Regions from separate parts of the Mus musculus genome. Here region 2 is linked to region 1. The links are chromatin contacts, called in public HiChIP or PLAC-seq maps. All regions are on one chromosome and are shown on one strand. Each heading gives the region's core, a stretch centred on a gene start, on an enhancer-like site or on the middle of the called end of the contact. The rest is flanking DNA. Distances are from core to core; before and after follow the strand shown. Region 1 holds the start of Arl14 (ADP-ribosylation factor-like 14). Region 2 overlaps Ppm1l (protein phosphatase 1 (formerly 2C)-like).

Region 1 (5,549 bases), core at 2,140-4,639:
ATTAAACAGCGAATAACTGGTAGAAAGCATATCCTGGGTAAAACATGGCCAGCCTTGTACATTTCTGGGGAGCATAGACACAGATTCTGAGGAACACTTGCCGTTAAGTTTCTAACAACAGGAAAATACCACGTTATCAATTTGCCATATCTTAAGAATGTGCACGCCTACTACACCAAGCACACATACCCCAAGCTTCTAGTATTTTCAATAGTTAGATATTCTGCATTGAAATAAATGAGTGACTCTTCATTTTAAGATTAAATTAAAAACAAATTATAAGGGAAGATATATATGAGGCATCTGTCAGTTTGTGAAGCTCAGAAAGAATTCTGCTCTGAACCTTTGACGTCACCATCCCAGAGCGCCCTGAAATCATAAATAAATCTTTCTACATGTTTCTTACATTGGTTACTATGCTTATCTAGTATACATGGATTTTCTCTTCCTAAAAATTTTCTTGTTATAGAGTCCATACTGCCTAGAGTGTTTTCACCCCTCTGGTATTTGGGATCAAGCCCAGAGCATCTTGAATTGCTGATAAAGTCACTCTACCAGTGAGTTATACACACAGCCAGCTCCAGCTCTTGTGTGTTGGAAGTTCACTGCAGACAGAGAGGATATATTTGTCTCTAAACCAACATGGTAACACATAGCAGACATGCCTGAGTAGCAGTCTTGACTCTGACAATTTTTCAGTTAAAATCAATGAGGACAAAGAGAGCAAGAATTTGAAAAAGATCAAGGAAGGGTATATGGGAGGATTTGGAAGGAGGAAAAACAAGGGAGTAATGATGTAATTATATTATCATCTCAAAAACAAATGAAAAGAAAAGACATAGTAGTTGGCTGGAAGGGTGTCTTAACTGGTAAAGGCACTTGCTGCCAAGCCCGTGACCTCATTTCAGTCCCCAAAAGCACACGGTGGAAGGAACTGACCCCTCAAAGTTGTCTCATGACTCCCCCAGCCCCAACACCCTCGTGCAATGCATTCTTTAAATGGCTTATGTGTGTGTGTGTGTGTGTGTGTGTGTGCAAGATTTGATGCCACCTTGTTCAGCCTCAACACTCACATCTGTAAACTGAAATAACAATGCCCTTTTTCCCCCCTCAGAGCAGTTGTAGACTCTAAGTGAGAAGATCCGGGAATCTGTTTATCCTAAAGACTACTCTACACAGTTTCAACCCAAAAGTCACCATCATTACGTGTCTTCTTTACACGGGTCACACTATGAAGCTCAGAAGGGTCTTCGCTGAGCCAATTATAGCTACAAGGAGAAAGAAAAATGTAAAAGCAATCTGAGGGCCTTCACCCTTGACTTGTTTCATTTTTTACATATACGTAAGTGTGTACCACGTACATGCTGGTGCCTAGAAAAGGGTGTCAGATCTTCTGGAACTGGAATGACATGCAATTAATTGTGAGGCACGCAAGCCTAGTCAGGAACCCATCCCAAGTGTGCTGGAAAGGCAGCAAGGCCTCTTCACAGTGGAGCCGTCTCTCCAGCCCCACACTAAACTCATTACACCTTTATTTTCCCCTGTCACCTTCAGGTTTAGAGCTACCGGGGCTGCTGTGGAGCTCAGTGACTTTATTCTACACCGCGGGAGGCTGGCAGGAAGGAAGAAGAGGAAAGTGTTAGTTACAGGGCATCTCTGCAGCTCTGCTCCTCTCCTGGACATTCCAGCTCCATCCTCAACTCCTTTGCTGCTCTCCCGCCCCTCTACCCCGTCTCTTGGTCATGATGGCTTTGGAGGTTCATCTAACCAGGGGAAATTTTCTTGACTACTGTACACCTGTGTGGGGTCTTCTCCCTTCAATTCCATCTCTCCTAAGAAGTGTTTCCTGTTTCCCTGGGTGTCTCTCACAAGATAACCGCGGCTGTGCTCCGGGTGCCAGCTTCGTGTCACTTCACCCAGTGAACCGCAAGGTCTCTGAGAACAAAGTCTGGCCTGGCTTCCTGCTTGGTCGGTACCAAGCAGACCTGTGTTCCTGGGTAATGGGGCTGCTGAGCGGAGTTCCGCTGAAGCTGGTCTTGGGGCTGCAGCTGAAAGTGGAACACTAAACTCAGAGGTCACCCTGCAGGACAATGCTTCCTCTAGGCCACTGATCTGAAGGTCTTTGTTTAAGGCAGGGAGGGGTGTGTGTGTGTGTGTTTCAATACACATTGTATGAAATGCTCAAAGAATTCACTAAAAAAATATATTTTTTAAAAAAGATAAAGGAAGTTACAAACAATAGATGTCAAAAAGCTGATAGCATTTGTGTGTCTGTTTACAAAACAAAGATTTTCAAAACGTTAACATCCACAATTTAAGCTTCTTTTTGTTATTTTCTCACTATTCAATTACTACCTAAGGACAGGGTAGAAATTCAATGCCAGTAACATCTGGGAACTATATGAAAAAAATCCTGACTATATAAGCAGACAGCTATTTAAACTTTAGTGGTCATACAAAATTAGTTAACATTTATCTGACTCTAAATAGGACTTTCAAATCATCCAACACGTTAACCTTTACAAAATATAATTTCTTCCGTTTCAATGACCATTACCCCATAGTTTGCTTAGAAAGTTCCTTCTTTAGCTGAGCAGGGTGGAAACCACCCCCAAAAGTTTGCCGACTCAGCAACTTACTTTTCTTTTTGTTCCCCCACTTTACATGGGAAATAAAACAGATTTCCCATTTCCACTTCATCATTGTCTCATTTCTGCTTGAAGATTGCTAAGGTCTCTCTTGTCCTTCGGTAGCTTTTCAGAAACTCGGTTAATTTCCTGAACCCGTCATCCAGCCCTTCTCCAGTGACCGCACAGCAGGGTTGCACATACCAGTTCCGGTTGCTGCACAGCTTCTTCACCTTGAACATCCTGGTGATGTCTTCGGCGCTCAGAGCTCCCGGCAAGTCCTGTTTGTTGGCCAGTATGACGACCGGTGTGTTTTTGATGTGCTCGTTCTTCAAAATGTGTTTGAACTCTTTGCGAGAGTCTTCCAGTCGCTTTTTGCCTTCGGAACAGTCCACCACGTACATCAGCCCTTGAGCGTTCTCACAGTAGCAGTCCCAGACTGTTCGCATCTTCTCCTGTCCTCCAACATCCCACACGGTGAGTGTGAGACTGCTCTGCAGCTGGACCATTTCCACGTTGAAGCCGATGGTTGGGATGGTTGAGAGAGTCTCAGCAAACTTTAACCGGTAAAGCAGAGTAGATTTCCCAGCTGAGTCAAGTCCGAGGAGAAGAATGTGGGCTTGCTTGCTTTGGGGGTTTTTAGAATTCAGCAGACCCATTTTAGGCTTTTTCTTCCTTAAAGATCGTTTCTTTTGGCCCGAAACAATGCGTCCTTTCCAGGTCTTTCATGTAAACGTTTAGGAAAAGAGAGTAAAGTGCCACAGTGAACAGGTGCCTGTCTTCGTTTATATTGTAGCTTATCAACTTGATTATAGGCAAACAGTGTTTTATTTGCAGTCCCAGCCAATCCTGAAGACTCTGTGGGAGTAACCAGCATGTATCACAGTGGCTCAAAGGGGACATTCTTTGTGAGTGAGTAGGATTAGGAGTGGCTGGCTGCCGCAGCTTTCTGCAGTCTCTCAGGTCCAACAGTTTGGAGGAAATCAAAGAGTAAGGTGTGCACAGGAGCCCCATTGTAGAACCAACACAATCTTTTGTTTTAGCCAACTTTAAGTGAACTTTTTGTAGATCAGTCTTATCCAGCTGTTAATAAGTGTCAGGGTTGCCTAAAAGCTTGGAGAGTTTATCTCCCTCTTGGTATCTAAATGCTTCCTGATACCGGATTACTCAGTAGAAACTTTGAGCCCTTCTGGGTTATCGTAACCTTGGTCTCAGAAACAGAGCATCATTTATGAATCTTCCAGGCAGGGAACTTACACTACTGACAAGGCCAGATTTCCCCAGGTAATTTTTTTTTACCCACTTTTCAATAAAACAGACTGATCAAAGATGGCAACCTGAGTATACACAGATACTTATCTCATCTCTTTCCCAACACATCATGATAAGAGGAACAAAGTCATCAAAGAGTCCATCAGAGGGTGAGATTTTGACAAATATTCTAAAAGACAGAAAATAGGCCTATTGGGATAGAACTGAGGCTGGGGGTAGGGGAGGGGTGTGCTGGATTGGGAAGAGTGGAAAATAAATATATTCCCAAAACAAGAAGCAGATAATATAAAAAGGAACTCAGAAAATAAAGACAAACTCCTGAAAACATTTTTAAAAGTAGACATTTTAAAGCCAGGCACTTATGCATGCCTTTAATGTTAACACTCAGGAGGCAAAGGCAAGCAGATCTCTGTGAGTTCAAGGCTAGCCTGGTCTACAGATCAAGTTCCAGGACAGCCAGGGCTACACAGGGAAACATTTCAGGGGAGGAGCGAAGTGATTATTTTAAAAGCTCTATGACAGGTTAAAGGCAAACATTAAAGGAATGCATCAGAAGGCAGAGAATGAGAAACAAGAAGAGTCACCTGAGTCACACATCTCAATGACAAGTTCATTCCTCAAAAGGTAGAAAGCATGCCAGCAGAACACTGAAGAGGAATTTTAATCCAGCAACATGGCTGCTCTGGCAAGAGATCACGTCCAAAGACCCTCTAGGTCTGTGTGATTAAGTTGGATTGCAGTATGATCTGGCTGGAATATAGACAAGCCCTTAAAACACATCTTTAATCCCCAACAATGGTGATGAGATTAGTTTGCAGAAGGAAGCCCCTTTGTTTGAAGTGACATCTAATTGAGGGGTAGACAATGTGAGGAATGAGAGAAAGATTTGACAGAATGAGTCAGGGATTGGATACATGCAACTCACAAGAGAATAGACAGGAAAGGAAGGCAACTTAAGAGCAGAGCAGAGAAAGAAAGAGGTGTTGTGGTGAGGAGTGTGTGTGTGTGTGTGTGTGTGTGTGTGTGTGTGTGACCTATAGGGATAGGTAGCAAAAAGAACAAGATAGACACAGAACAAGCCAGAGAATGAGAAAGAGCCAGAAGATTAGAAGGGATTGCGAAAGTGAGTATGAGGCTGAAGCCAGGCTGAATCAGTCAGCTTGGAAGATTAGATTGCATGGAGGCTAGATGCTTCCAGGCCTAGGTCTAGGGATGCTTATAACAGAGAAAGAAATGATCTGGGTTCAGCCCAAGCCATGTAGTGTATTCGAACAGAGCCCTGGGTAAGACTCTCATCTCATCCCTCCATCTAGGGAAATAAAAGAGACATTTACAGAACACTCTCAAATAAAAAATATGCCAGTGTTTCCTGGTGCCAAAGGATGAACTCTCAGGCCAGGATGTTCAGTGGGTAAAGTGGTGGTTGCACAAACCTCAATGACCTAAGTGTGACCCCAGAACCCATGGAGAGGTGGAAGGAGAAACCCAACTCCACAAAGTCTTCCTCTGATGTCCACAAGTGTGTGATAACAAGTGTGTGATAACAAGTGTATGATAACAAGTGTGTGTGTGTGCCCATCCAAAACATCATTTCTTTTTAAAAGTTTTAAAATAAAGAATTGAAGTCTCTAGATGGAAAGACTACCTTTA
Region 2 (5,549 bases), core at 791-3,290, 260 kb before region 1:
AAGGAGGAGCTGGTGCCTACAGCTAATCATGGAGGTGGTTTATGGTCTACAGCTAGCTCACGGAGGCAAGGGTAGCTAATTTTGGGGGAGTCGTTTCTCTAGGGGAGAAATCTTTAGGCCATGAATATGGGGAGGGGCTGGGGTGAGGAGAAAGCTATGATAAGCATTTGCAGCACACACTACCAACGTGTGTACTCAGGACCAGGAGGGGAGGCTTGGCAGTCCCCCTCTGAGCCATCCCTTTGGAGAGGCGCTGCCATTTATTTCCCTTTGGGACTGATGCATGGCTGGCTCATGCCAATAACACACATCTACTTCTCACACTTGGTGCTTCCACGCTCCCTGCAAATGAGCAATATTTCATTGCAGGCAAGGTTTCCCTGCCCTTGAATGGAAGTGCACGAGTGTGTGTGTGTGTGTGTGTGTGTGTCGATCTGGCAGCAGCCAGCACATAGCCCGCACATTAATTCTCTGAGGTCCCCATTGGAATCCATCTTTCTTATGGTAACATATCATTAACTTCTGACAGGTGTTCTTTGGCTCCAGGCACTTTAGAAGAAAGTCAGAGTGAATGCCCTTGCCCACCAGGACAAGGACGCAGGAGAGCAAGAGTGATTTCTCTTCTCTGCCTGCCAACACTGTCACTTCTTGCCATTTTTAGTCTTTGCTACTTCTAACCTAAAGAGGTTATTTAAGGAAAGAACCCTTGAGAGACCATCTTGTACTCCTAACCTCGTAATTCTGCCTCAAAAAAACAAACTAGGAACCTTCAAGAGATGGCACCAGGTGTTCACCAGAAGCACAACCATGAAGTCTCACTTCTATGGCAATTTTAGATCGCTATGGAGAGCCATGGCTGCCAACGGTTGTGTCAATGGTTATGGCGAAGGGGGAACCCAGCATGTGGAGGACAGAAAATTACAGAACATACTTAATGCTGAAGCTCAAGTTTTAATCTAAGCAGTAACGTGATGACCAACCACTAAGCTACACATCACTAGAGACAATCCTTCTGGGATGCCTCAGGAAACGAACTTTTACTAAGTTTATCATTCTGCTAACTCACATTTACTATGAGGTCAAGTTCATGTGGTAGCATGAAGCATGCCAGGGCATGTAAATATACCTCTAATCTCACACAACGGAGTATGTCTTTCTAGCTAAGGATGGCTGGCCTTATCCACAAAACCCATACCAGCCCACTTTCCAGACTTCTGGTCTCTAATTATTCTAAGATATAATCAGCCAATGTATCAAACACTGTCTAGCCGTGAGTTAGCTCCTCTTATTATTTTGATCAAAACCTACATTTAAGCCTCCGGGCTTATTTTTTTAGAACCTGTTTACAGATTAAGAAGCTGAGGTTATTTCCCTACTTCCAAGGGTATGAAGAACGAATTCTTTGCTCCTCAATTACCACACACACTCCAGAGAAAGATCAGGAATTCAACAGTAAATATCACACTACTTTGATGGTCCTTCCCTGAATTTTGTTTTCAGAGCACACATACACTTTTAGATGTTAAGCGATGGTGGCAGCATAAAAACAGCCAGCCGACCAGCCCAACGCTCACCAATCTAATGAGCACTGAAACAGCACTCAGCCAAAGTTGTTGGGCTAATGTTTTGCGATGAGCAAGTTCCTATCTCGTCTGCAGTCATAAAGAAGAAATTGTTTCACATTTTACACACTTGAGAGGCATAGGAAAAAGATCCAATGATATTGATTTATGGAGAAATATTTTTTTATTATTTCAAAAATTATATGGTTTATTCCTTATTAAATTCCCTCCCATTTCTGAATCTTGGGCTATGGAGCCTGGGGAAATATTAACTTCCATAAGTATTACTCAAATGTATTCTAGAAAGTTCCACAAATAATTCTTACTGAAAATGCCCTTGAGGACTGAGAAAGCCAATGGGACTGTTACAAATGAATTACAAAAACCTCGTGAGTTATTAATCAAAATGATAGCATTCCAAGGCTATGACACTAGAGCTGCCCCTGGAGGTCTTAGTCAGAACATACATAAAATATTCTTGGCTTGAGACAGCTATTTATACAGGAACAATTCCAGAGGACTCCTACTGGGCCTCACTTGGCTGCTACCCCATAGCTACCTCCAGGAAGCAGGGGTGGCCAGAGTGTCAGGGAAGCTCCAGATGAGTCGGGCTGATGTGGCTTCAAGAAGGATTTTCAAGGCCAGTATTAGACTTAGGGTCCTTTTATATGAAATGGAATAAGAAGGGTTGAACTTTCTACTCAGTGACTTGGTGATAATTTTATTTAGTGTCTCATGACTAACTCAATGAGAACCCCCACCCTCACCCCCAATCATTCAGCTCAGGTCATCTAGCTGGACAGCAAGTACCTTTATGATCCGTCTCCCTGAAACTCAGAAAGATATCATGGTCACAGGAAAGTCTCAGTAGATGCACACAAGGGAAAGGCCTCTGTGTTCTTTACCGAATTAGGTGGCTGGCCTTGATCAGCATCTTTGTGGGTTAGAACTCCAACTGTCAGTTTGTTGGGGTAGGGAGGGGGGTGGCTTCCTTTAAAATTAGTCATGGGGTTTGCTCTATCCTTGGTTCAAATCTGTTTTAACTTGGGCTATGTATTTGAGAGGGAGAACTCTGGATCGCACCTGCTAGTTGAATTTGATACAATGTAGCATGGATTTCTACCCAGCTTTACAGTAAGTTCTGACAGACTCCTAGGGTTGTACCAGGCCCTTTACAACAGCCCTTGTGCATATCCCAGGACTCTCTAGCTTGTAAAGGTTGTTGTTGTTATTGTTGATGTTGTTGTTTTAATTACTACTATTACTAACCTATTTTATTAAATTATATGTATCACGTATTTGTGTATGTGCATGCAAGTCTGTGGGGTGCCCAGAGGACAAATTGCAAGCTTCCTTCTTTCCCGCTACTATAGTGGTTCTGGGGCTTGAAGTCAGGCTATCAGGCTTTGCCAGGGCTGACTTAGCCCACTGAGCCACCCTGCTAACCTATAATATTTTTAATTCTTATAAAAAAAAACTGACTATATGCATTGACATTGCCACAGGCTCCTTTTTCTGTCATTTAGAATTGGCAGTTTGCTGAGCCTCAGAGAGCCGGAGCCCTCCCCACTCTGAAGCAAAGTGACTGTCTTAGGAGATACCAGACGGCACTGACATTCTTCCCGGCAGCTTGTGGGCAGTCAAGCAACCCTTAGAAAGCTGTGTGAAACCACACCACAATTTGCTCTTGAATGTACCCTGGCATGGTCAGAAGAGCACCCTCACCTCAGCCAAGTCAGCCAGAGCACTGCACCAGGATGCAGGCAGAAGGAAGGGAAGCTGGAATCACCGGCAGGAATGTGTAACTACACACAGAACTCAAAAGGACATCTTATTTTAGAAAAGAGAAGAAAAGGATACCTAATTGCATGGAAAGGCTGTAATTTCAGCAGCGAGCGCACCTGCTTATGTAAACACAAAGTGACAGATCCTTAGCTCTCAATAGGCAAATCGGTCGTAGACCATAGAAAGAAAAGATGCCTACTGCCAGCTCCAAAAAAACACAGCTGGATAGGTCGGTGCACAGTCCAGGGCTAGGACGGCCTCTTTGCTGTTCATTTTTATTGTACATGCCAAGGGAACACTATTTTAGATGTTGAGGATACATGTTGGGGGAGGGGCGCCGTGCCCGCTCCAAGCATGCTGTGGGGCTAGGGGAGAGGTGAGGGACCACATGCTAACAGACGTAAGGATGCTCTTTCAAGAGAGACAACCAAGGAACCTAATAGCCTAGGGTAGCCTTCGGCTTGCCTAGAGAGCCAGGCTGTGCCAAGAACTTAGGACAGGCAGTGGGGTAGGAGGGGTAAGAGGTAACAGCCAGCTATGTCAGCGTGATTTTTAAAGTGTGGGAAAACTGGAGCCATGAGAACACAGAATTGGTAATTTCACAGGTAGAGAAATCAAACACATAAACATTGGACAAATCTGAAATATTCTAGTTTTAAACCGCTCATTTGCAATGACAACAGACGCAGGCTAAAATGAACGTTTCTCTACTGCAAAATGTGCGAGCGCTCCCCGCTGTGGGATAGGAAAGTGGCATTTTCAATTGAGCAGGACAGAGGTCTAACGGGCTCCCCTCTCCAAACCCCCACACCTCACTAGCCTCTCATGCAGGTCTTGTTGAATGAAGGAAGTTCCCCATCACAGAGAATTTGAGAAAGACATATAGACTCATATCTAGAATGGGCTAATATTTCCCACTGTGAGAATCTCAGTTCCCAAGAGGAAGTCCAGTGGGAACATTTACAGTGGCCAGAGTCCATCCACCTACCAGCCCTCCTTGGAGGAGAGCTGGGAAAACTGGAAGCAACTTCACTTACCCTCCTGGGTGGGCCAGCCGCGCTCCTAACCAGCCGGCTAGTGTACTGAGTTCTTGCTGTGTCATGGGCTCGACGCTCGGTGCTCTAGAGACTACCTCATTAAACTTTCACTACAACCCTGCCAGACACGTACGCTCACTGGTGTGCCCTCGAACACTCTAGCAACAATCTAGACCACCATCATAAATATTTTGCGTAGGCAAAACTTCAGAAGTCACACGCTAAAAAAACGTAGACACACCGAACACGTGCATTAAGACTCTTTTTATTTGTTAGAGACCAATCAAAGAAGACTCCGAGTTTCTTTGGCATTCAAGACAAAAGAAATAAAAGCTAGCATCTGTACAAATCACAGTATCATTAAATTATAGGAGGACAAAAACAATGCCCATGGCAGACATTATTTATCAGTTAAAGAACATGACACGTGGACCACTCAACAAATGACTTCATTTCCAGGACAGATTGTTCACCCATATCGAAGAAGAATGAGCACTGGACAGCTATTAACAAGCTAACATGAGAACTCTGAAATATTTCCTTCAAGTGCAGAAAACTAAGTTTTATACACAGATATCACATTTTAAAAAAACACAGTATTTTAAGGTCTTCTTCTAAAGAACTAGATAAATTTTCAAGGTCTTTTCTAGTTCTTCAGTTAAAAAGAACATCAAGTTTGGATATGTGTGGAAGTCCTGCAATATTTTCCAAATGGTGTCTATAAACAGTAGCTTTACTGCATGCTACCCCATTGTACATAAGCTATCAGGCCAAGAAGAATTCTGTATTAGTTTATCATTTGTGATAAAAATGAATTTTGATGGAAGGAAAATGTATGCTTCCTTGGTTTAAGAAACCGAGCACCTCTTGGTAATGTAAAGCCAGAGGGACAGTTAAGAAGGGCAGAAGACTGCAAAGTGAAATGCAAAGAACCAGGAATTTTGAATGCATATACATATTCTATCAATACTAAGAATTTCCCTTCAGTTTCACGTGCTCTAAGAAAATCTATCCAAATGGGTTGAGAAAACCGGTAACTTTGTCACTCTGTTTCTAAGGGACATGAATGGGTCATGAACATAAGGGAGCTCTATAAAAATCTAACTGGTATTTATATGCTTTTCCTCTAACCTAAATATTTGTTATTTAGGAACAAGACTGTGCC

What was found. HiChIP or PLAC-seq counts read pairs in DNA pulled down with a chosen protein or histone mark.
Region 2: a contact with region 1 is called in a FOXA1 HiChIP or PLAC-seq map of pancreatic cancer cells. The contact joins the enhancer-like site here to the promoter of Arl14 in region 1. A contact is called at or near these places in 4 of 39 promoter capture datasets (the C10 cell line, embryonic stem cells, macrophages and 1 more), 4 of 15 datasets of contacts at CTCF or cohesin (the G1E-ER4 cell line, large pre-B cells, liver and 1 more), 28 of 484 Hi-C or Micro-C datasets (the AtT-20 cell line, B cells, the G1E-ER4 cell line and 21 more), 4 of 115 datasets of contacts at active chromatin or transcription factors (the HPC-7 cell line, embryonic stem cells, microglia and 1 more) and 4 of 9 other capture datasets (adipose tissue, liver, macrophages and 1 more).

Annotation. Positions count from the first base shown.
Region 1 is chr3:69,220,259-69,225,807 of GRCm38.p6, reverse strand. It overlaps Arl14 (ADP-ribosylation factor-like 14), which reads right to left and starts at 3,389. Exons shown (of 1, transcript NM_027843.1): 1 at 2,190-3,389. The coding sequence starts at 3,286. The coding sequence ends at 2,708.
Region 2 is chr3:69,482,477-69,488,025 of GRCm38.p6, reverse strand. The region is part of intron 1 of Ppm1l (protein phosphatase 1 (formerly 2C)-like); the gene reads right to left. Among named protein-coding and RNA genes, the nearest start is that of Gm52607, 23 kb to the right of the region's middle. Within about 2 kb of position 2,040, at least 35 of the 459 cell types and tissues checked have an H3K27ac peak or open chromatin away from gene starts, as enhancers often do. A contact at or near this core is called in the G1E-ER4 cell line, the HL-1 cell line, the HPC-7 cell line and 4 more, where this site is marked.